Regions from separate parts of the Mus musculus genome. Here region 1 is linked to region 2. The links are chromatin contacts, called in public promoter capture Hi-C maps. All regions are on one chromosome and are shown on one strand. The core of a region is the stretch at or near the end of the contact, and the rest is flanking DNA. Distances in the headings are between cores, read along the strand shown. Region 1 overlaps Uhrf1bp1 (UHRF1 (ICBP90) binding protein 1). Region 2 overlaps Anks1 (ankyrin repeat and SAM domain containing 1).

What was found. Capture Hi-C pulls out chosen DNA fragments and counts their contacts.
Region 1: a contact with region 2 is called in a promoter capture Hi-C map of adipose tissue. The contact joins two enhancer-like sites. A contact is called at or near these places in 2 of 39 promoter capture datasets (embryonic stem cells and trophoblast stem cells), 2 of 484 Hi-C or Micro-C datasets (bone marrow-derived macrophages and embryonic stem cells), 5 of 115 datasets of contacts at active chromatin or transcription factors (the HPC-7 cell line, acute myeloid leukemia, embryonic basal ganglia and 1 more) and 2 of 9 other capture datasets (adipose tissue and liver).

What each region holds. Positions count from the first base shown.
Region 1 is chr17:27,879,279-27,886,174 of GRCm38.p6, reverse strand. Uhrf1bp1 (UHRF1 (ICBP90) binding protein 1) reads right to left here. Exons shown (of 21, transcript NM_001080769.1): 5 at 6,762-6,896; 6 at 6,384-6,524; 7 at 5,870-6,040; 8 at 4,560-4,746; 9 at 2,068-2,154; 10 at 1,571-1,741; 11 at 1,123-1,262; 12 at 627-768; 13 at 81-274. Among named protein-coding and RNA genes, the nearest start is that of Taf11, 25 kb to the left of the region's middle. Within about 2 kb of position 1,989, at least 4 of the 459 cell types and tissues checked have an H3K27ac peak or open chromatin away from gene starts, as enhancers often do. A contact at or near this core is called in adipose tissue, where this site is marked.
Region 2 is chr17:28,021,685-28,028,807 of GRCm38.p6, reverse strand. The region is part of intron 12 of Anks1 (ankyrin repeat and SAM domain containing 1); the gene reads right to left. Among named protein-coding and RNA genes, the nearest start is that of Gm35290, 18 kb to the right of the region's middle. Within about 2 kb of position 3,212, at least 73 of the 459 cell types and tissues checked have an H3K27ac peak or open chromatin away from gene starts, as enhancers often do. A contact at or near this core is called in adipose tissue, where this site is marked.

The sequences.
Region 1 (6,896 bases), core at 740-3,239, 140 kb after region 2:
CAGCAGAACTACAGCTCACCACCTTGGAGGGGATGTAGCTGTGTCTCCCCACACGTGACAAAGCCCAGCTCTGGCCCTACCTTCAACCAGAATGCGTCCAGTCGGACGTCCACGTGCTCATCTCTTCCCCTCGAAGCTTCCAGCTTATAGATGGCTTTAAACTGCTCCAAGCTTCGGTATAAATCTAGACAAAAGAGGTTTCCCCAAAGCAAGCTGACAGGATCCACGGTAAACGTCAGCCCGTTTAACTGGATGTAGAGATTGGGACAGGGAACTGGAAGCAGAGAAAACAGAACGTCACGTACAAGGCGGCAGCTAGACACTCACAGACCAGCAAGCTGCACTAGCCCAAAAGTAAAAACACCGGAGCCCTGCACACGGCATGGCTTTCCTTGTTCTGCTTTTGAGATGGGGTCTCACAGACTCCAGGCTGCCCTCACACTCACATGTAGCCATGGACAACCTGGAGAGACTATCAACTTCTGATCCTCCTGCCTCCACCTCCCTCACCCCAGGGCAGTTTTAACTTCAACAAAACTGACTCGCCACAAGTGAGACCATATACAGTGGCCTCAATGTGGACAAAGGTGAAGAGCAGCACCAGAGGAAATGGCAGCCCAGCTTACCCGGAAGCTCCTGATTATCCGGGAAGTAATACTCTGTGAACTGTACGTGGATGGCAGCCACCTGAGGCGGGAGGTGGTGGCGCTTGCGGCTGCAGGAGAGCAGAGTGGACGGCTTCTTACTTGGCTGTCCAGCTGTGGAAACCTGAGTAACCACAAGTCACTGTGAGCCTGTGTCACCACACTCACAACAACGTCCTCCCCTGAGGGGAGGCTCCCAAGCACATGCCAGGCACTGTCACGTGCGCTCTGCACTGTCCCCCAGCCGCTCTGCTGTTTGGTTTGGGGATGGGTCCCATGTAGCCAGTCCAAGCTCATTTCAGCAGGAGGCTGTAATCAACACTCCGAGAACATGCCAAGGCCTCTCTCAGAGGCCATGCTCAACAGCAACTGGCCAACTGGCCACCTCTTTAGGAATGAGGCTAACAAGTCGTGGGTTCTACATCTTGGTTCATGTTATTCCTCAACACCCTACACCCCAGTGTCCCCATGTCCTCACCTGGTGGATGTCCAAGTCATCTACTCGTACAACCAGGCAGCTAGAGCGTAAGCGATTCCATGCTGGAGCCCCAAAGGCAGCCTGCCGGCCCTGAGTAGGGCTTTTGTCCAGAGGGGTCTTTCCAGGACTAGAGAAAGAATCTAAATAAAAAGGAAAAGGAAGTAGATACATTCGTTGCTCATTATTAATAAAATCGAGAAGGTAAACCAGGGTCAGTAATGGCACGAAAAGGCAAAGGGAGCCAAACCGCTGGGTGGGAGCTCAGTGACCGGCTGGGTAAGCTTGAGACAACGGCTACTGACAGAGGGGGCTCCAGAAGACAGGGTCACAGGCATCACACTAGAGCAGCTGGGGCCAAGAGACAGTGCTTCACCTCCACCAGCTACTTAAAGCTGGTCAGCAAAAGGCTGAGCAAGTAGACTCCTGGGGTGGGGGTGCGAAAACCTACCTGCTTTCCTCCGGAAGGGAGGGTCCACCCCCAACAGCCACGGGGGCTTCACACTGCCCCCCTCACACTGCTTCTCCACCCGACTCTGAAACTCTGTCACCAGTTGCTGGGCCCAGTGGCCTCGGGTTTCCATGGCCTCACAGTGCCGCACCCAGTGTTTACAGCTGTCACCTAGGGGATGGAGAAGAACATGATTTCAGCCCAGGACCACAGTCCAGTGCCCTAGTCAAAATTCAGAATTACCATGCCCTTCCAAGCTCCACATGCAGCTCTCACTCCCTAGGGGGCTCGAGGAAGGGGCCACTTCTGGCTCTGGACTACTAGAGCTTTTAAACCCACTGACCCTGAGGGGCTTAGACACCACCCAGGGTTAGAGATGTCATCTCAGAAAAATTCCAAGCACCCTCTAAGCACATGCAGCAATGTCCTTGGTCTGAAGCCAGAACTCTGTCCTCAAATGTCCAGGGCCATGCTAGAACACGTGAAGTTTCTCTAACCTGCCCGATGGAAGGGGTAGTAGTCAAACGCCATCCTGCGGAAGGTGAGCTGCATAGCACCACCCGTGAGTCTGTTTGCAGAGACACCTATGAGAGAGAGACACAGGTGAACAGCGCTGGAGGAGTAGAGAAACCCGAGCATCGCCCAAACCACTAGGAAGCCCTCTGCGGGCTGAACCCTGATCCTCCTGCAAGAGTAACCAGTGTCCTTAACTGATGAGCCTGTATCTGTCCTTTATATACTAAAAAGAATACGTAAAGATTCCTTTGTTCAACTCATGAATAAGAAACAATAATAACTGTTAAATGAGCTGCTTTAAAGCTATTAGTATTGAAGTTAAATCTAAACCTATCATCACTGATAATGCTTTGTGGAGTTTCATTGCTTTTTAGTGAAGGACTCATTAATCTCAGGTTAGTCTCATACTACTCATACTCATACAGCCAGGAGTGACCTTGAACTCCTGATCCTCCTGCCTCTACCTCCCAACAGCTACACTTATAACCCATACAACAGCAAAAGTGTGCTCTTTTTATTTGGAGGAAGGGTGTTCTTGAGACAGGGTCTTGTCATGTGGCACAAGCTGGCCTCAAACTCATGGCAATACTTCTGCCACACCATCCAGAGCAATAGGATCACGGTTGCATCACACCACCAGCGAGCGCACAGTGTGGCCCAGGCTGGCCTCAGACTCAAGGGACCCATCCAGGATTAAAGGCATTCACCACCACTCCAAGGCCCTAGGCAACACTGGGAAGAAATTACTACACAATAGCTGTTCTAATAATCGCTTCCTCCAGTGGAAAAGCCAGGTTTACACTGTCGTTGCTCAAGTGGAGGTGGAGTTTCTGCAAGAGCGAGGAGGAGTCAACTACCAGGCATGCTGCTTGGTGGAAAAGACAAAGGGCAGGCACTGTCTGTCCCCGAAAGCGAATCCTGGTCTCATTACAAGAGGTAAATATACAGCAGCTGTGGCTGGGCTTGGCGGTCCAGCACCGCACAGCGCTCACGAAGTGAGGGGTTCAACCCTCAGCACCACCAACGCAAGTAGGTAAGAGGCGAATAGCAAATGCAGCCCAGCCCACAGCTAGCGGCGTACAGAAGAGAAAGGGCTGACACAGGTGAGCACGTAAAACCGCAAGGGAAAGGGAAAGGGACAGCGCTGACTGGGTAAGCAGGGAGTCAAAACCATACTCCAGGTCCCCTGAGCCAGTGCAGCATCGCCCTGGAGCCTGACAATGGCTGCAGTAAATGGGGACAGGCTGACTTCACTTATTTCCTACCCAAGGACAGTCAAAGAAGGTAAGTGAAAGGTTACTGGTCTCTGCGGGGATCATAAAGAAAAAAGTCAATCCAGAAGTGGATGCTCACAGTCAGCTACTGATGGATCACAGGGCCCCCAATGGAGGAGCTAGAGAAAGTACCCAAGGAGCTGAAGGGATCTGCAACCCTATAGGAGGAACAACAATATGAACTAACCAGTACCCCCCAGAGCTCATGTCTCTAGCTGCATATGTATCAAAAGATGGTCTAGTCGGCCATCATTGGGAAGAGAGGCCCCTTGGTCTTGCAAACTTTATATGCCCCGGTACAGGGGAACGCCAGGGCCAGGTAGCGGGAGTGGGTGGGTAGGGGAGCAGGGCAGAGGGAAGGTATAGGGAACTTTCTTTCGGGATAGCATTTGAAATGTGTATAAAGAAAAAATCTAATAAAAAAAAATCTGCCAAAAAAAAAAAAAAATAGAAAAACGTCAATCGTTCTGAATAAATATAATACACGTGTGATACTATTTTATCACTAATACAACATAACCTCTCTACACATATAAATACAGTATATATAAATGGGGGAGGTTTTGAGACAGGGTTCCTCTGTGTAGACCAGGCTGGCATTGAACTCATGGAGATCCGCCTGCCGCTGCCTCCTGAGTGCTGGGATTAAAGCTGTGTGCCACCACATCTGACAATCACAACACAGTACTAAAATGACTCAACTCTGAACATTCTGGTTCTGGGTGGAGCTGGGGGCACAACACCGTCTGTCTGGATACATACAAGGTCTGTGTTCACTCCTCAGCTCTAATGAAGAGACAAATCTGCTGAGGTCTCCTAGACTCAATTTATTTTTCCTAAAATCCTCGCCAGTGGTTCTCAACCTCTAGCAAACACCAGCATTTGGAGACCTTGGGAGGTAAGGGTCACGCTGGTCGGGCTCTGGCCATGAAGCTCTGCATCCGCATGGTGGGAAAGGACCTGCTGTGTGTACTGTGTGACTGCTGGCTCCAGCATACTCTAAAGGCTGGAGAGCTCTCCTCCCACTGACACAGAGCTATCCCAGAAGGGCTGGGTCCTAAGCAGTGCCCAGATTCTGGGTGCTAACTGAAGGCTGAAGGCTAGAGGGCAGTGTCGGTCAGAAGAGCCTTCATCCGAGGCTCTGCCCAAGACCGACAGTGGTGGATGGGCCGAGCAGCTGGGCACAGGCCTCTTCATACCTGGCTCTCGGGACTGGCTGTCATCGCAGATGTGCAGGTCCAGGCGGGAGATGAGGAGGTGGTAGGAAGACTCCTTCACGTCAAATTTCTCAAAATACTGGCTGAGACGACTGCTGCTGCTGCTGCCCTGGCTGCCACCGAATGCCTGGGCCCAAGTCTGCTGAGCACTGGGAGCGGGTGGAGTGGTCTACTTGTGACAGAGAGAAGGACGTCCATCAGGGGCTGGAGAGGTGGCTCGCTGGTTGATAGCACTGGCCGATTCCCAGCACCCACGGGGTGGCTCACACCTGTCTGTGAACACTCCTGTGGATAACACTCCAGTTCCAAAGGGATCCAATGCCCTCATATAAACATGCGTACAGCAAAACCACCAACGGACATACAATAATAATAATAAGGTGAAAGAGAGAGAGAGAGAGAGAAAGAGAGAGAAAGAGAGGAAAAAAGACAGGCAAGCAGACATGCAGACAAACAGACACACAGGCGTCATGTCCAAGCTCTGAGAGGTTCCTTTTGACGCTTTCTATAAGCTTAGGTCCACAGGAGTAAAACCATGATGTAATACACCCCTTCCATCTCTGTCTAGTGACACTGCTGCCTAGTGTCTCACTGAGCACTCTCCTGAGAAAGAAACTCAAACCCCAACAGCCCACCCGCACCAAGTCTAATGACTGTGTCCTCAGGCCTCAGTTGCCCTCAGTCACCTCCTCTAGACTATCCTCGCTAAGTGCACCGTCGTCCTGGTGGGCAGTGCTCTCTCTCCTCTGTGCTCTCAGCGCACGGGGGTTTCCTGTTACAGCAGCAGCCACAGTACACATGAGCAACTTGTCAACTGTCTATCTTCCAAGACATGTGATGTCCCAAGGGCAGGGACCAGAGGTTCATGCCACTTCCTCCCTCCAGAGGCTAGCCCCCCATCTGACACACAGGGGAACCCAGTGAGCAGAAGCTAGCCCCAAATCTGACATACAGGGGAACCCAGTGAGCAGAGGCTATCCCTCTAACTGACACACGGAGGAACCCAGTGAGCAGAGGCTAGCCCCCCATCAGACACATAGGGGAACCCAGTGAGCAGAGGCTAGCTCCCCATCTGACACACGGGGGAACACAGTGAGCCGAGGCTAGCCCTCCATCTGACACACGGGGGAACACAGTGAGCAGACCAAATGAGTGAGACAGGCCCAAGCAACTCCACATGTGGTGAACCCTATAAGCAAGCCAAAAAAGGCCTCCATTCCCCCAACACCGGCACAAATCCGGGCTAACCACCTGCCTCCCCAGCCCAGGCAGATGCCTAGTGTGCCTCTCACCTGCACAGACTCAGGAGCCAGGCTCTTTCTCTGCTGGGCAGACTTCTCCATGGCCTCACTCAGCGACTCGGCGTACTTCATCATCGCCTTGAGCTGTGAGTCCGTCAGCACCCAGAGCAGGTCGTCCAGGAGGAAGGTCAACTTGGAGGCGACCACATTGCAGTCTTTGGTCTGAGGGGTCACAGAGAACACAGTTTAGGTCCTTGTGTCTTCCAAGGCCTCAAAGTGACCGTGCTGCCATTCCTGACAGCCTTCACCTTCCAGGTGAAGAGGACCATCAAGCACTTTGGCAAGCCAGCTGACTTCTTACACAAGGCCTCAGGTTTACTTGATTTACCAAAAGCACCAGCCGGCCCAGAGATGCTCAGGCCGGTGTGTACGTAATACGGGTGGAAACCGGTTTCTGAAAGTACCGGAACAGGACGACAGAAGCTTCTCCCACAATGGAGAGGCCATGAGGACAGTGGCACAATACCAACTTCCACAAGTTTCCTGGCACGGGGAACTCACTCACTCTTCTCTTGAGGGCTATCTGGATGCGGCCTTGGTTGGTAATGAGCCTCAGTGGGGTGGTAACTGGGTCCTGATCACCATTTTCTATGGCGTCTGCCTCAACTCGGAGGGTCTGCCAAGTTATTTCCTTAAATGTTAAAACCTGGAGGGAGGAGAGTAAAAGCCTCAATCTGTGGCTCAGGAGGCCCCGAGCGGGACTAAGCTGCGCTCTCAGCCAGCATCCCGACAGCACAGGCTTGGGTTCACACCCATAGCTGAGCAGTCACTCTGGACAGAAAGGACAAAGAGGGGACAGCTCCAACAGGGAATAGAATTCTTAGGGGTTCCCCCTACTTGGCACCTCTCCACTCACCACCCCTCAGAATGCTAAGGCTGTCACCTCTCCTCGGCGGGGATCAGTGATGCGGGTCAGACGCAGGTCACTCTGCTGCCAGTTGGGGTTGACACTATAACCCTGGAGCTGCCACAGTTCAAAGGAAGCATGGAAGGCCTTGGAGTGGATCTTGATGGTGAT
Region 2 (7,123 bases), core at 1,963-4,462:
CTCAGATTGTTTCCCAAGTGGCTTAATTCTGGCTTTACAAACAAGTCCAACTGTAAGCGCCAGTCAATGGAGCATCCTGGCTGTGCCTAACATGATAAAGAAAGGCAGAGAACACAAAGTGAGCAGAGCCATGAGGAGAAACACCCAGGTTCCTCTCAAAGAGTGGACACAAACCTATCGTTAAAGTAACCTGAAGTTTATATTCCTTTAACAAAATGATTGCCTTCTTTAACAGGGTCTGTAATTAACCTAAGAGCCCTATGCAGGCTGCTGCACCAGAAGCTCCCGCTAAACACCGGGTATGTAGAAGAAAGCCCTGGGGAAGCCTGGCAGCCTCGTAAACAAGGCAGCAGTAACTTTGCAATCACCTCCACCGTCCAGGAGACCCGCCTCCCAAAGCACAATCCCTTCCCGTTGCTTTTTCTTAGGAAGTCTTCCCATTGCCTGCCGTCTTCTTCCTGGAAGATGCTGTCTGGACCTCGTCCCATGCAATTCCAGGGATTACAACCTTGGTTTGAGACAAACAGTGGGTCTGGCCTTCCTGACCTCCCCAGCAGAGCATGTGGGCATCGGCCGAGCCCAGGCTCTGCCCTGAGCCCAGAGGTCACCCAGGTCTTAGTTCCAGCCTCCATCCACACCCATGGCAGGTGGTGAGCCACAACTGTTCTAGTCGGCCCAACTTGGGCGTCCAGGCTAACTCAAGCCCCTTTCTGCATGTAGAGCCCTACCTATCCCGAAAGACTATGGGACAGGGAGCCTAAACAACCCAGGATCTCAAAGACGTTTCTGATGCTCAAGGACACCTAAAACTATCTATGAGAAAAAGGTTAAGCTAGGGGGCCGGAGAGATGGCTCAGAGGTTAAGAGCACTGACTGCTCTTCCAGAGGACCTGAGTTCAATTCCCAGCAACCACATGGTGGCTCATAACCATCTGTAATGAGATCAGATGCCCTCTTCTGGTGTGCCTGAAGACAGCTACAGTGTACTCATATATATAAAATATATAAATCTTAAAAAAACCAAAAGTTAAGCTAGGAGGTAGGAGCTAACTTGTGCCCAGTCTGACCTTTGACCCGCCAGGAATACAAGAACCCATAGGAATGACACCCTTATGTCCCCTGAAGGTAGGTCTGTCTCCACACATGAGACTTCTCAGCAACAGGGCAAAAGCAAGAAGTCTGGTTTTGGAAGATACGACGATGCTCCCCGATGATCTGTCCTGCCCACCTGTCTCCTACCACTGAGGGTCACAGGCTAGACCGGGCAAGCCTCTGATCCTCTGGAATCATCCCGTCCTCATTCTGTAATGCCTTTTAGGACTGGCCAGGTCTCCACTCTCCCCTGATGCAGTCAGAGCAAGGCTTCTGCAGTCAGAGCAAGGCTGGCCTTTTCAGCTTTCAGCTAGCCATGACTCACCTAAGCCTGATCCATGCATGGGAGCCAAGACCCGTCATGCAGGCAGCGAGATGAGATGCATGCAAGCTTATGTGCAGTACACACTCACTAGTCCTGCACCCAGGGTTACTGCAGGGACTTCTCGCAGCAGAGGTGGCCTGGCTGCACATGGGAAGGTCAAGCATAAGCGAGGCTTGGCCCCAGACACTCACTGGCCTCTGAAGATTTTCCTCCATGTCTCACTGCTGCTCCTGCTAGGACTGGACCCTGGGCGACTTGATACAGAATGGAAAGGTCGTGTATTAGCCTTTTGTGAGGTTAAACCTAACTGGGTCTTAGGCATGGTAATCTTAGGGGTTTCCTCTTTTCCTAAAGAGGAAAGGGGAGGAGACAAATAGTGGCTCACCCTGAGAGTACGAGTACGTGGCATCTACAACAACTGGGACCTTTCCTCTTGGGACTCAGGGAAAGAAAAGGAAAAAAAGAGAAGTCTTAGATTCCAAGAAGCACACCAGCACAGCGGGTCCTTCATGATTTCCCTGGCAGGAACCGATGTCCACCCCGCCACCCAAACGCCCTGCCCCTGTTCCTTACACCACCACCACTACCCTAAATAAAGTGATACGGGCTCTACCAATGTTTCTACAGAACACAGGGTTCCTAGGAGTACAGGAGCAAAATGTTTGTCTCCAGTGCTCCTGGGCTGCAGCTCAGGGTCAGAGGTCATTTGACTGGGGAGGGAATGGGAGGCCACAGGACAGAGGCCAGGAGAGCACATTCCTGTATGGGGAACACAGAAACCCAGATGCACTGGCCGCTCTGTGTGTGGGGAGCCACATGGGACAGCGGGGTAAGTTCCCCATTATCAAAGAAGCACGCAGACAAGCACATGAACAGAACCCTAGAAAGGCTCTGAGACCCCTGTGGGGCTCATGGTCACGGAGCTGCACGGTGGGAGCCATGGAAGGGCAGGAAAGATGCCTTGCCACCTAGCTAGTCTGACACCTTTGTGCAGGGAGTTCTTTAGGCTGCCTCACCTATCTGCTGCAAATGCTGGCCAGCCTCAGCAGCCCTGCCAAGCCCAGTGGTTCTCTAAGCATGGCTCAGTGCCAAGGCCGGGTCTCTGTGTGTCTAGGCTCTTCAGACAAGGAGTGGGTGCTTCCACCTCTGAGAGGCTGTCTGCCAGAGGAGCCAAGAAAGACCCGGCTTATTAACGCCGGAGTAAGACCCAGGACAGTAAGACCTTAGTACTCCTCCTAATTTTATAAGCACACGCTTCTGGTTACTCATTGGACTTCTGCCAATCTCGGTGTCTCCCACTCCTGTTACAATAATCAATAAAGACTCAGAAGGGGACTGCATGCTTCTTTCAGTCAGATGCGGCAAAACCACAGCCAGGTCTGTTGCTCCTTCCCGAGCTCTGGGCAACAGGAATGGAGGGAAGACTGGGGCAGGTGCCTGTTGGGTTAAACACAGACAAAGGATCCCAGAGAGGTCTGGCCCAGGGCCTAGTCTGGGTTTCCCAGCTCTGCTCTTAACTGCGGTGGCTTCTGAGACGCCCCTGTGCATGTCTGTGAGTGGGCTGTCAGGGTGTGTGTGTAGGCTGAAAGAGTTCCCTATACTCTGGGCTCAGGCTATTTGCACACATCATACTCTCAAATATGCTCCTAAAGGGGTGAAAATAAACAAGACAGCTCTAGTCAAAACTGTGACGCATGGAACTTCTAGACTCTCCCAGAAGTGGGAGCAATAGAGAATGGCTGGTGCAGGCTCCCTCCTACAGGGGCGGGGCAGGGGCCCTGTGAGTCTCTAGGTCAGTCAGTGCAGCAGACAGAAATCCAAAGGTAACTCAGAAATAACCGAGCCAGGCAGGACACTGCCTCAGCCTTGCTTCCTGCCTTCGCCAACTCTGCGCTCCCCCACTCTGTGAGGAGTGGCAGATATGAAGCTGTCCTTGGTGAAGGTGCCCTGGATAGTGTCCCTGTAACTCAGATGCTAGAGTCTGGCCTCTAAGGTGGAGAAAGTGTGTGGCACTGAGGTCGGCCTTTGCCAAGGGGATATGGTATCCACAGGCTGGGAGGAGAGCCCTTGAGAGGGGCTTCTCTAGGCTCCAAAACAGATGAAGAACACACCTGTCTCTAACACAGGGGCCTCCAGCCAGGGCCCAGTGTGCCCCAGCTCACCTGGGAGACAATGACCCTGTAGTCTGCCGAGACCCACCATGTCTCCAGTTAACTGGAGGAATGGAATGTTAGGAGTATGGGCTTTTCACGGCACAGGCTGGCTGAGGGAGACCTCTGGAGATCCAGCGCTTGGAGCAGGATGCTGCTATGGTGGGTTTGTATCCGCTATGCAATATTACCCCACAGCCAGAAACTAGGGAATGGTACCAAACACAGGACCACTTAGAACTATTTCTGTAACTTCCTGTGAATATACAACTATTCCAAAGTAAAACATTTAGACGAGGAAAATGTTGACTCGACTGTGCCTTTCTTTTTATAAAGAAAGGCCAACCGAGCCCAAACACTGGCGAGGTCAGACATAACAGAGCCTCAGTTCTCTCCTTCTGTGGCCCAGCTGCTCGAGTTGGAAGGAAGTCTCCATCTTCCTCAGCCTGGCAGGCACGCACAGTGCTGGGGTCCTGCCCCCATCCTGAGCCGGTCTCCTTTCCCTCCCAATCGGGTGGCATGACAACCATCGTTGTTGACACGGGTTTGGCCTGAGCTTAGGGGAAACAGACCTGGTGATGAGAATCTGCTGAAGTACCTGCTCTGCATCTACCTGAATGTCACCCAGGGCCTCTGACCCCACTGTCACTGTCACCCAGGGCCTCTCTCCCTTCATGGGTCCTGAGAAAAGGGACCTGTTGTCAGCTGTTTCCTCCACTCAATTCTGCGTCTTTACTCACAGAAGCCCATTCTCCCTGGCTGACTCTGAGGGCCCGTCTGTCCTCACAGCACACAGCCCCTCCTGCTCCCAGGCTACCTCAGCCCCTGTGCTGCCTGCAGCAAGCCTTCCTCTGCACAGAGCAGTGTCCATGCTCTGAAGACCCCAGGGGCGGCACACAGGACGGCAGAGGCCGCACGGGGAAGCAGGTCGCTGAGGGGTTCCCCATAGCCTCTCGCATTCAGCGCTGGCAACTGTAAGCCCTGTAGCTCCTGGGAGTGGCAGCCTTGAGTATCAGTGACCTGTCCTGCCTCCCAGCAGGGGAGCAGCTCACGCTGCAATCTTCAGCTCTAGCTGCACCTCAGAGTTTAAGAAGGTCTGTGCCCTGCAGCCCAGGATGTCCCTCTCCTCAGCTCCCACCAGCACCCACTGAAGTCACCTCCAAAGAGGCAGTTTGCACTTAATTTCTGCTTTGGGAGATCTCAACCCAAGACAGGTGCTCAGAGGAGAACTAGGACCAAATGCCACGTGCAGTCAGTATCATAAGGTGTGTATGAACCTCCCCAGCAGCAGGGCAGCCAGCAGACACCCAAAGCCTGGGCGAGGTGGGAGAAGGAGAGTTTACAAGGAGAATGTGACTTGCTTGGAACACTCGCTGCAGCCACATGTGTGAACTACTTTCGTTTGCCTCATTTGTTGTTGTTGCCTCATTGGCGCAAAACCAGCCACACACTTATAAACGTGTTAGCTAAAACTTGCATTGAACCTTCCTTGATTACCAGTGTTAAGGAAGCCCATGCTTGCATTCCAAGCATCTGAAACAGGCTCCTCACACACTGGGGAGCACGAGAACTTTCAGAGGGCTGGTCAGAGCCAGACTGCTGAGAAGCAGCAAGAGCACTTCCCATGGCGCCTCTGTAGGCTACGGCGCTTCACCGACGCTCACAAGCAGGCAGAACTGCAGGCTGAGCTGCCATCGGTGACAGCACAGGGTGACCCACGTACACAAACAGGTGGCACTGCCTCATCCTATGTGCCAGGCATGGGCCCACGCTGGGTTTGTACAGTGAGAGCGTATGCCAACTCTACTCGGGCAGATGTCCCAGGAGTCTGGGGCTTACTCATGTACTCTACAAGTGCCTGCCTGTGCCATCATGTGGCTTTGTCAAAGGCCAGGTGAGGCTCCGAGGTTGCCTCCTTGTTCTTCCAGCTGTGGTGCTCACAAAGCAAAGCTGCACAAACACCCTGTCTTGTTGCAACCAGCCAAGCACAATGGCGGGCAGGCCAAGGACAGTCGAGGACTGCCAGCGTCTGAGCCCAAGGACCCTCCCTCCGGCTAGTCAGAGTCCAACACGGTTCAGTGAATGCCAATTAAAGGTGTTACCAAGGTGAGACGGTGCCACACCCAATGGCAGCCTACAATGCAGAAGCACCCGGCGTGGGATCATGCTCTTAATTGGCACTCCCCTGGTATGTTATGACAGTTAATCACAGCACCCAGGAAGGGAAACCAGGCTACGCACTGGAGCTGGAAATGCTGTGCTAGCCTCAAGCAGGCTTTAAATGAGCCCTCCCGCTTGGAATGCAGAGCAGGCAGGAGTGCAGAGGGACAGAGCGGCCACCTGTGAAGGGCATCTGGACACAGAGCTCAGTGAAGGCTGGTGCTGCACACGCCACCAGGCCCTAACCTCGCAGGCCCCACAGGAAATGCACAGGGAAGACTCTTGTCTTTTTCTGTTTTATTCAGAGGGACACCCGTGGATGACAGCAGTCTGTGGGCCTGAGAAGAGATAGAAGGGTGGCTCTTTCTGACGGGCCCAGGAGAGCTAGCCTTGGGTGCTGAGCAGCCAGGCTTCAGGTAGGGAAGAATTCTGTCGTAATGAACATACTCTAAGACCTAACGCTGCTGTGGTATCAGGATAGAGTCCTCAGAGCAGACCAACATGAGTCCCATCCTCTTCTGACACATTTTCAGCCTTAAATAAATAAGAAACCCAGAAAGCTATTCTTGTTGAACTAACACACAAAACCTAAATCAAATCGGGAAACTCACTGAGACAAGCCCTGCGCTTTTTCAACGGCTCTGCTCTCAAAGCTCTTCCTGCAGCATCAGGAACGGCCCCTGCATCCCAGCAAGCTCTTGGAAGAGTTGTCCTTCAGCCCCATCCCCTAGCTGCAGGCACCCTGCACAGCTAACACACAGATGGCATCCATAAATACCTGTTGATAACGTAAAGGGTCCTGTCCCAGCCTGGTCAGCCGCCAGTGAGGCTGGCCGAGAACAGGGCTCCAGGGAGGCCAGCCAGCGCACGCTTGCTTGCTCACTAGTCTGCCTGTTACTCAGGGAGAGTGTTCCTAAGCCAACCTGTTCCACCCCTCACATAGCAACCGGTCCCTCGGGCTCACAATGGCCTGTCTCATTGAACTGCTTGCTTATGTTTTAAATACCAGCCTAAGTCTCAGCGTGTGTGCTTTGGCTGTGATGCCAGGATTCACAGAAATCAAGGCTAAGCTTTCGATGTGGCCTTGCAAGGTCACACCTGTCACCCACAGCTCTACGTGGGCAGATGTCCAAGCAGAAGCTCTTTGGACTCAGTTTTGTGGCTTTGTTAGCCTCTGACAATCTCAGGTCAGATTTGTGATGCTTCATTCCCTTTTCTAGATGGATTGGTCTTGTCTGTCTGTCTGTCTGTCTGTCTGTCTGTCTGTCTATCCACCGCCCCCACTTCTCTCTTTAGTTCTCTCTCTCTCTTACTTTTTTCCTTCAAGACATGGTCTCATTATGTAGCTCTGGCTATTCTGGAACTCACTATACAGACCAGGCTGAACTCACAGAGA